Regions from separate parts of the Mus musculus genome. Here region 1 is linked to region 2. The links are chromatin contacts, called in public promoter capture Hi-C maps. All regions are on one chromosome and are shown on one strand. Each heading gives the region's core, a stretch centred on a gene start, on an enhancer-like site or on the middle of the called end of the contact. The rest is flanking DNA. Distances are from core to core; before and after follow the strand shown. Region 1 overlaps Xrn1 (5'-3' exoribonuclease 1). Region 2 holds the start of Tfdp2 (transcription factor Dp 2).

Region 1 (5,048 bases), core at 1,097-3,596, 140 kb before region 2:
GGGTCCCAACCAAGGTCAGCGCCAAGCTCCTCAAAAAGGAAGTCGAGAAAACTGGCCGTCAACTTCAGCGTTTCTAAACCTTCGGAATAAATTTGGTACCTGGGAATTCATTTCTTTTATCTCCATCTACTTTTTTATAAACTGATATCTATGTGTCAGAAATGTACAATTTTAGGGTATGTTTAGATTAAATATTTTTTATTTTTAAGTTACCAGGCACTTTTCATGCTATTTAAGACTATATATCAAATTGTGCACTTTAAATATGTGCAATTTGTTGTACATCAGTGATACCTCAATAAATCTGTAAAAAAAGAAAAATTAAACCTTGTATTAAAATAAATAGCAAACTGAGCATGGTAATAACCTATGAGCATCATGCTTTAGAATCTGAGACAGAAGGGTTGCCATATATTCACTGTGTGGGACTACATAGTGAGTTCCTGGCCAGACCTTGCTTCAAAAACCAAAAACTACAGTAAATATGAGTGGTCTGAATGTTAAAATGTACCACTCTAACCATTGGCTTCCTCATTAGAAGGATCCTTGAACTATAAATTAGTCATTATCTTATCATCATAACAAGCTTTTTTACACTATTATTGAGGGATAACTAAATGCGGCATGAATTAGGCCTTGTAATTTCCTAAGTGTGGGTTTTATTTGTTTGTAATGATGGAACAACATGACTGGAGAGTGGCCTGCACTCTGTTCACAGCCGTCTGTGGCCAAAATCAGTCCCTCGGATGCTCTGGAGCGAGCACGCACACCGCACACCGGCGGTGGCCATGGAGCTATTGAGCGCTGATGCGGCCAGTGCTGCTTTGTTCTAAATCTTGTACCAAAGCAACTTTAGAAGATTCTCCAGAGCATTCGTCTGACTGCTTCAAACTAGGAATAGCAATCTAGATTTGAAAAATAACGAATTTTTTTAGATTATTCAAAAACCAGCATTCAGAATTCCTAATAGAATTAAGTTTCAAAATCTCCAGGGTACAGCGATTACAAATCAGACTGCAATAGAGTACAGTACAGAACGTTAATCACTATGCTTTTTTAGGCTTCTTGGGTTATATTTGCTTTGTTGATATTTTTTTTTCTTTTGAGACGGGGTCTTGCTGTGTAGTCCTGGCTGGCCGGGTACTCATGGTAATCCTCCATGTTCTGAGATTCCAGCATGCGTCACCACACTTCCTTATGTGGCTTTTTCTCTGCTTACTTCACATATGTGAAAACTCGTTGTGGGTCTGTGTGTAGAGCTTCCTGGGACTGGTAAAAATGTAAACTTTTTAACAATTCCAACATGTCTTTTTGTGTGGACATTTTTTACTGCCTGTCCCATTCTGGTTGTGCATTTTAGCACCTGCTGAACTGCTCAGTGCTGTTGCATTTTGTCTCTGCGTGTCACTCCTGGATGTGTGTTGCTCACACTGTTGAAATGATTTGGAATTTATGAAATTTTCTCAAGGACATGATGGCGTGCATTTATATATAAACATATTGATCTTTTAGTTTTGTGATATGCTTATATTTTTAAAGAGTAAAAATGATCGTACTTTTTCAAAAGTAGGAACCAGTCTTTATATGGAGCTGCTCATTGTGTGTATTTAATTTACGTCATGGAGACTCTGCCATAAGTCTTAAAATAGTCTTACTGTTTCTTACAAATGCTGGTGTTGAATTCCTTTCTGTGCTAATTTCAGTGTTTCTCTAGGTGATGGCAGGATATATGGATACTAGTAGTGCCTTTAGTTAAGAGGTAAATGATAGCTATCTTTATTTTCTATGGTCATGTGAATTTCTGTAACTTTGTCTTCTGTTAGTAGAAACTTCTTGCTGGGGCACTGTGGGAAGGTTCAGGCCATTCGCAGTGTTTGCCTTTGTTGCTCCCAAACTCTGTTTTCAAGGGACGCATCCATTGCAGACGCGAGGGAAGTTAGGCTGTGGCGATGCTATGGTAACTCCTTCCGAGAGCGTTGAAATGTGTAGTATTTGTTACCTCACTTACGTTTGCTGTACCCTCGCTCGCTCCTGTGGGATAAATTCACCGTGCTGCACAACCATGTCCCCTGTCGAAACAGAGGAAGGAGTTGTTCTGACAATTCCATGAGAAATTTGAGTAAACACAGTGCCATTGAACCAGTGAGGATTCTCCAAAAACTGTGCACAACAAGCTAGTAATTCTGCATGGAAAGCAGAGTAAGAAGAGCCTTTGCCTTCCTTTTAAAAATAGAGAGCAAATGCTAAGAGTCAAGCTTGCAAAGAAAAGGAGAGGATTCCGTCCTGGCAGCTAGGGAGCAGCAGCAGAGCTCTGAGGACACTGGATCTCCTGACACGTGTCTGCGGGGGAGGAGCACATCTCTGAAACATACATGGGCTGTGGCAACCATATAGCCAGTTGGGATGAGTCAGTCTGAAACCACCCTCGAGCTTTTAAAATATGTTCATTTGGCTATTCAATCTAAGAACCTTTGGAAATGGTGGGCTGTGGTCCCAGAAGGAACACTTCCCCCAGATTGTCTGTTTCCGTGTAACTAGAAAAGTTATTTATTTGATTAAGCCTTCCTCTCCTCACTGGAAATGATTGTTAATATCTTTGTTCAACAAGTCTTTCTTTGTTAAGCAAATTAAGTTCATTAGAAGATGGGTCCTTTCAGCTGTGTCTCCCTTTCTCAATTTTGTACATTTCCTGGCCAATGGATTCATTGACCTAAGAACTTCATAGACTAAAGGCTTAAATATCTAAACCTCAGTTGTGTCAAAACTTTATTCCCTCTAAACCTCAGTTTAAATTACAGATTTTCCTTCTCTGGGCTCAGTAGTGCACGTCTCCAGTTCCAGTGCTCTGGAAGCTGTCTATAGCAGGAGGTTCCGTGAATTCAAGGCAGCCAGGCAGTAATGAAGTCTGAAGGTACTTCCCGCCTTCTGTGATGAGCAGAAGGAAGGTGTTGCTGCCTCTCAACGTGTACTCCATTCCCACACCGAGAGTCCCGTGCTCACTTTGTGACTAGAGAGTTCTGGAGTCTTGGCTCTAGGGGAGGAGGCGAAGAGACAGGTGAGATGCAGTGCTGTTTGCAGAGTGTAAGGTACTGACTTAGCTTAAGGAAATGAACTAGAGAGTCATCTTATTTGCTCTCTTTTTACGTAACTATTCTTTTTGAATCAACAAATACTTTTCATAGTGGTTATCTAGTTCCCACCTTATATAGCAGAACTCCACAGAAGGTAGCGCTCACACAGATCTTCTCGGATAAATGTTCTTTGTGCTATCTTGCTTCCAGATTTTTCTTTTATTATAGAAGAGAATCTGTTAGAAATTACTGATAGCTGGGCATGGTGGAGCACACCTTTGATCCCAGCACTCGGGAGGCAGAGGCAGGTGGATTTCTGAGTTCAAGGCCAGCCTGGTCTACAAAGTGAGTTCAAGGACAGCCAGAGCTACACAGAGAAACCCTGTCTCAAAAAAAAAAAAAAATTACTATGAAAGGCATCCGGTATCTTTTTTTTTTTTTAAATCGATCACTAAAAAAAAAAAAAAAAGAAAAGAATCATTATTTTTTAGAAATAGTGACAGGTCTCAAAGTGCAGCTGTTTGTGTGCATTTTATGTTGTGGCAGTGTTGTTGTTTTCAACAAAGTGCAGACACCCCCTTTGCTAGAAGAAAACAAAGCTTAAGTTTTTAGTGTTTTTCAGACTGACTTAATTTATATTCCTGTTAGACATCCTCGCTTTGTGCCAGGGCACAGTAAGAAACAGCTGGAGAGGGGCAGCAGCTCTCCAGCAATGGGGAAAAGCAGACAGGCAGACCCATGTTTACCATCACACATCATGTGCGTTAGCTCATACAGCACATGTCCTTCTTTCTGAGAGAGGATAGAAGAAAATAGTTGAAGAATGTTGAGAATCTGTGTGTCTGCCTTCGGGTGGAAACTCCCTGCTCTGCAGAGACTGAGCTCAAGTACAGCTGGTGAAGGAGACTGCTTTCCAGGTTTCATTTTGGCACAGTGAAACCTGTAGATGTGAATTCCCACCACCACCACCACCACCCCTCACCCCCAGTTGGCTCATTACTGCCAATGTTGCAAAAGGTAATGGTCTGTGTAACTGCATTAGAAGCCAAGTACTTGTTCTGTTTCTCTCGAAATCATGGGGGTGAAAATTTTCTCTGAAGCCTGCTGTAAGTCCTTATAACTCTTGTTCACTCGGGCTTTCTCTTTCTTCCCCCTTCTCCAATTCCTCTTGCTATCTAGCCCTTCAGTCCTCCTGCCTCCACCTCCTGGGTTTTGAGGTTACAGAGTTTGGCCCCAGGCCCAGTGTCCTTTAAGCTCATTAATCCTGCCTTTCCTTTACAGTTATGGGTGTGTCTATCTATGTGTGTGTGTGTGTGTGTGTGTTGGACTTTTGCTTTGTTTTTCAAAGCAGGGTTTCTCTGTATAGCCCTGGCTGTCCTGGAACTCACTCTGTAGACCAGGCTGGCCTCGAACTCTCAGAGATCCTCCTGCTTCTGCCTCCCAAGTGTTAGAATTAAAGGTGTGTGCCACCACTGCCCAGCTGGATTTTATATTTTAGCTTTTTTTCTTGGTCTCAAGAATCTTACATTTTCTTTTGCTGCACAAATTACTTTGAGTGTTTTCACTTGACTCTGAGTAATGGGTGGTATGCTGTATATCAAAGTGTTTTAACATTTGCTTCATTTTAATAGTGTGATTTCATATATATCTATCTTCCTTGATTCTTTTGTCATGTAACTATTTTGTAACTAACTGGAATTTCTGATTAGATCTTAGACAGAGCAGTATTTTATTAAAAATTCCAAAGGGAAGACTTCTTTGTGCTCATTTTGTAATTTTTATTTTAAATATCTTTACATTGTATGTCTATTGCATTTAAAGCTTTTAAACTTACATGGAATGGACTCCAAGTGTATTTTTATGTTGTACATTTGTAAATTCATAGCACGAAATTAGCCTCAAAATGTTATGCAAAGGGATCTTGACATGCAAAAGTCACTGAAGGTCTGGACACTTGTATGTGTCAAATGCGCTATG
Region 2 (4,993 bases), core at 1,769-4,268:
GATAAGATATACAATTAACTGGGTGAGCTGAGGGGTTGTTGTAAGCTCACGAAACACCATTTAAGAGCTCTTGAGACATTTATGCTCGTCTTTCCCATCTGTGCACAGTAAGTGCCTAATAAGTGCTGAGTCAATAAATATACCACGGAAGTTCAGACCTCTATTCCCTGGCATTGGAGATGGTACAGACTTAATTTCTTTTTTCAAAGGAAACAGAATCCCTTAACGGGGGAATGAGAAGGGAGACAGACAGCTCTTGGTGCACATTGCTAAACTGAAACTATGAGTGGGAATGAAAAATTGATTTACATGAATTTTCATCCCTGGAGCAAGTCAATTTATTCTGTACCAGAGAACTTTGAGTATCTGGCTTCAAAGCCAAGCTGTTCTTCCATGTTCTGAGTTTTTGGCCTGCTGTGAAACCAGTGTTTGCTCTCGCCTTCTGCAGCACACGGTCCTGAGGTCATGGAAATTCACAGCTAGATCAAACCAGGGTATGGAAAATTTGAAACCTTCCACTGTGTATTTTACTTTGGGGCCTTGGAAGATATTGTGGAATGTGGACTTTTAAGTGATCTCTTTCAAAGGCAATGCTAAAGAGTGATAACTGGCTTACTTACTGAACACTGTGTGCGCTGCATATCTCATGCTAACTCTCACAAGAGCATACCAAGCTATATAGTAACTTCATATTGCTCACCTTAGGGTTTAGTTCTTCTTTTGTTGGTTTTTGGTTTATTTTGTTTTATCTTGGTTGTTTTTTCTTTGTGTTTTTGTTTTGTTTTGTTTTGTTTTGTTTTTTGACTTTTTGAGACATGATTCCTTATGTAGCACTGACTTGCCTATTCAATATGTAGACCAGGCTGGCCTGAACCTCACAGAGATCTACATGCCTCTGCCTCCCAAGTGCTGGGACTAAAGGCATGGACCACTGTGACTGGTTCAAATGAAATTTTGTCTTCAAGTTTTCATTTTAGAAAGAAATTAAGGGAATATGGTAAGATGAATCAGAGGGTAAAGCCGTTTGTTTCCAAACCTGAAAACATTATGTTAATCCTCAAGACCCACACAGTAGAAGACAAGCATCAATTCCTGCAAGTTGTCCTTTGATCTCTACACTTTTATATCCCCACCCCCACCCCATTCTAGCATGGGCATGTAGTGTTTAGTTGACAAGTAATGAGATTTTGGGCATTCCTTTCTCCACATTAACCCAAACATTTAATGTGCCAGCCTCTCTTGTGGCTACACATGTTGAGGGGCTTCATAATTTTTCACTACTGGATTGAAGTAAAGACTTATTTCTGTCATGCTGACTTTTTATCCTTAATGCTAGGATTGCTAATTTGTTTGTTTGTTTGTTTGTTTTGAGACAGGGCTTCTCTGTGTATCCTTGGCTGTCCTGGAACCCACTTTGTAGGCTAGGTTGGCCTGAAACTCAGAGGTCTACCTACCTCTGCTTCCCAAGTGCTGGGACTAACGGTGCTCACCACGATTACCTAGCATGCTAAGTATTTATTAAATAAGCTTAACACAATACCTTAACAACGTTTCCTGCGGAAATTAAATAAATCCACATTCACTTGTCAGTGCAAAAGGCAATCATTCAGTTGAGACTTTTGGATTACTGTATGTTTGGAATTTTGGGATTTTACCCATAACAATTGTCTAGAAATAGTCTCCAAATCTTCCAAAGAGAAAGCCAAGGGTGTTTGCTCTTGGCTTCCTCACCTCATTATGCATTTTTTCTGTCTGCTTGCCTTAGTTTCTACCTATGTACATCATCATTTTTTGAGAAAGGATCTCACTGTTATCTATCTATCTATCTATCTATCTATCTATCTATCTATCTAATGTTTTTGAGAAAGGATCTCATGTAGACTCAGTTGGTCTAAACTCCCGACTCTGCCACCCAGACCATGAGCTGACACTCTGGGGCTGGTATTTACATCAATAGCCCCCTCTCAGAGTTGTTTCCCTTATCACACCACTGAATTTTTTTTTAAAGAACTTTAAGAAGCATCTTTCCTACCTCACTGGAACATAAGCTCAATTATGCCAAGAATTTTTGTCTCTTTTGTACACACAGCCCTAGCATCATAAATAGTATTTGGCTCATAGAGCTATGAGGAAATTAAAATGAAAAAGATCAAAGTATTTTAAAGTCGGATTTTCTTATCTTACTTCCAAACGTCCACATTAGCTACAGTTCATACAGGATCCATGCACTTGAAAGGGGGAAACACCTTTTTTTGGAGGGGTGGGGGCAGGGTCAAAGTGTCTAGCCCTGGCTGGCTCAGAACTCACTGTGTTGACTAGGCTGGCCTTAGACTTAAAGAGATATGCTAGTGTCTGCCTCAGGAGTGCTGGGGTTAAAGACATGAGCCACTAAGCCAACCTGAATTTCTTAATAAATGACTGGGTATTTGAGAGTGTGTGCCTCCAACTTTTTCGGTTCAACTTCGAAATTAAGGCATCTGGCCTTAATTTATTGCTACACTTTCCCAGGAATTGAAGCATGACCAACCTCCACAGTGGTCCACGTGTGGCCTCAGGGTCACTTATCCCTCTGCCTTCCGAGTGTTCCTGGAGCAGTGGCCCATCAGAGGTCTATGGTCCAGATGTAAGGACCTAGTTCCGGTTTCTTTCCGAGAGATGGGATGGAAAAGAGAACCATACTTTAGAGCTGAGAGAAGCGAGGTGGTGGGTGGAGGTGAGGAGAGGGGCTGATGTGGTGGAGGGGGAAGGGCGAGCCTGGCTGCCCTCTAGGTGGCAGGGGTCCAGCGGCAGGCAGAGCCTCAGGGCGGCCCCTAGCGGAGAGTGGCTTTGGAGGTCAAAAGACCAGGGCAGGCTCCCGCAAGCCCGCCGCCCACCTCCGCCTCTGGCCCTGGGGGCGAGCCTGGGGGCGGGTTTTGTTTACTCCCTACACGCACTGCGGCCCGGCCAATCCGTGGAGAGCGTCGGCGCGCGTCATGCCAGCCGAGGGCCAATCGGCGCTCACCGTGCTGCTCCGCCGCCAAAGCGAGCGCGGGGGAAGCGGCGCCGCCGCGGCCGTGTCGCTGAGGGCGGACGGCGTCGGGCGCGCTGGGCTGTGCGGCCGTCGCTGCCTGGCACGCGGGGCGCGCCTTGACCCTTCCTGCACTGCAGGCTTCCGACGCGCGCGAAGACCGCGGCTGCGCGGCCGGGAGCTTGCTCCGAGCGGACCTGGCTCTGCCTGAGGAGCGGCGGCTCGCGAAGAAGCGTCTCCCCGGGAGTGGGCCGAGGGCTGTGTGGACCGGCGGCGGCCCCTCTGCACCAAGCTGCGGTAAGGTCCCGGAAAGGGCGCGGGCCTGCGCGCCAGGGGCCTTTGGACCGGGCGTGGCCCCCCGCCGGCCGGCTCTCCCCTGCCCTGTCCCGGGAGTCTCAGCTTGTCCTCAGGATTTCTCTGCAGCGGGGCCAAGCAACCCTGGAATACCTGATGAGGCTCCGGAGCCCGCGGGCTCGCCATCACCCGGGATCAGGAAGGGCAAGGGCTGACTTGGGCTTCTCACTCAGATCTTCTGACTTTCCCTCCTCCCTTCGTGATCCACCATCCTCCAGTCTGTTTCTGCGGGGTGCTTTTGCAGAGTTCCAAAGCTCTCCCTACCTGGAAGACCCCCAGGTTCCCCCAAGAGAACTTTTCCTTTCAAGTAGAGGTTACTTTCTCGGCCCAAGTTCTGGGAGGAATTCTGCACAAGGCCCTGGTTGCTGTGCACAGAGCAGCGGGAAAGTGACTGTGGGCTCCGCCGAGAGGTGGCACAGTGAAGTGCGTGGACACTCACTCGCCCGTGTTCCGGTGCTTTGTGTGGGCTCAGTTTGTTCATCTGTGAGCCACATCTGCCTATGCGAGGACGGGGAGGGTGTTGGGAGAGAGAAAAGGGCTAATCTCCGGAATGCACTTGAAACAAAGCTCACTTCTACTAAATGCATAACGTAACCCTGGATGCTGGAGGAGACTCTGGACCCCATGTTGTTTCACCTTTTCGGCTGAAATCGTTACCAGGCTTGTAGCCTGGCCTAGCAAAATGTTTACTTTGCATTCTTTTTCCATAGCATTCGTTGAAAGTACCTTTGAGCCTTTGGCGACTTCTGTCTTTCCTCCTTTCATCTCAAGGGGCTCCAACCCCTTATCCTGCCTCCTCTAGGCCAGCAGTTCTCAACCTTCCTAATGCTGTGACCTGACCCCAACCATAAAAGCATTTTGTTGCTACTTCATAACTGTAATTTTGCTACTGTTATGAATTGCAATGTAAATATTTAGGTTTTCCGATGGTCTTAGGCAAGAACGACTCCCTTTAGAAAGGGGTCATGACCCACAGGTTAGAAAACACCCCTCTACAGAGCCAGCTGCTGTGTTTCATTTGACTTAGAATTTTTCTGGGTCATTTGTTTTCTGTTCTCCTAATGGTTTGAAGTCATCGTAACTAGGCAGTATGGTTTAAGTCATTAGCCTCTTTTCCACTGTGGCAGAATTCAAAGTTGAGTATAAAATGTTTGTTTTGCATCTTGCCTCTTCCAGTCACTGATTATCTTACGATTTACTAAGGCTTTACCACTATCCCATTGCTGGAATTCATGTAAGTGTCCATTCTCAAATTGCATCAGGAGATAAAGGCGCCGGCCAGACCCCAGGTTCTGTCACGCTTGTGTACTGGCTCTGGGCAGAGTTAGTTTTAGAACATCTTGTGCCTTGGAACTAGTTTAGTGTTATGGCAGATATGGTGTCAGTAGCCAGTGCTGGCATGTGGTTGCAGAGTCAGGAATGCAGCACTTAACATTTGTTAAGAAAGTCCCGAGACTTAGTAAACCCTTCTGTTGCCTTAATTCCAGGCATAGTAAAGTAGTTTTAGTTATTCATATTACTATTTTGTGGCCGTAATTCCCTTCCCTCGCCCCTTGCGAATATGTAGTCCTTGCCGTGTGCAGGTTTTACCCTTGCAGCCAAAATTCTTAACTGACCTCCAGTACGGTTTGA

Evidence for each region. Promoter capture Hi-C pulls out the DNA fragments that hold promoters and counts their contacts.
Region 1: a promoter capture Hi-C map of hippocampal neurons shows a contact between it and region 2, with 2.3 times the contacts expected there. The contact joins the enhancer-like site here to the promoter of Tfdp2 in region 2. A contact is called at or near these places in 9 of 39 promoter capture datasets (the 3T3-L1 cell line, the C10 cell line, the HPC-7 cell line and 5 more), 2 of 484 Hi-C or Micro-C datasets (cerebral cortex and nephron progenitors), 2 of 115 datasets of contacts at active chromatin or transcription factors (embryonic stem cells and large pre-B cells) and 3 of 9 other capture datasets (embryonic stem cells, liver and pancreatic islet).

What each region holds. Positions count from the first base shown.
Region 1 is chr9:96,052,720-96,057,767 of GRCm38.p6, forward strand. Xrn1 (5'-3' exoribonuclease 1) reads left to right here. Exons shown (of 42, transcript NM_001311130.1): 42 at 1-5,048. The coding sequence ends at 90. Among named protein-coding and RNA genes, the nearest start is that of Gk5, 64 kb to the right of the region's middle. Within about 2 kb of position 2,347, at least 23 of the 459 cell types and tissues checked have an H3K27ac peak or open chromatin away from gene starts, as enhancers often do. A contact at or near this core is called in cerebral cortex and hippocampal neurons, where this site is marked.
Region 2 is chr9:96,193,257-96,198,249 of GRCm38.p6, forward strand. It overlaps Tfdp2 (transcription factor Dp 2), which reads left to right and starts at 3,019. Exons shown (of 13, transcript NM_001184706.1): 1 at 3,019-3,304.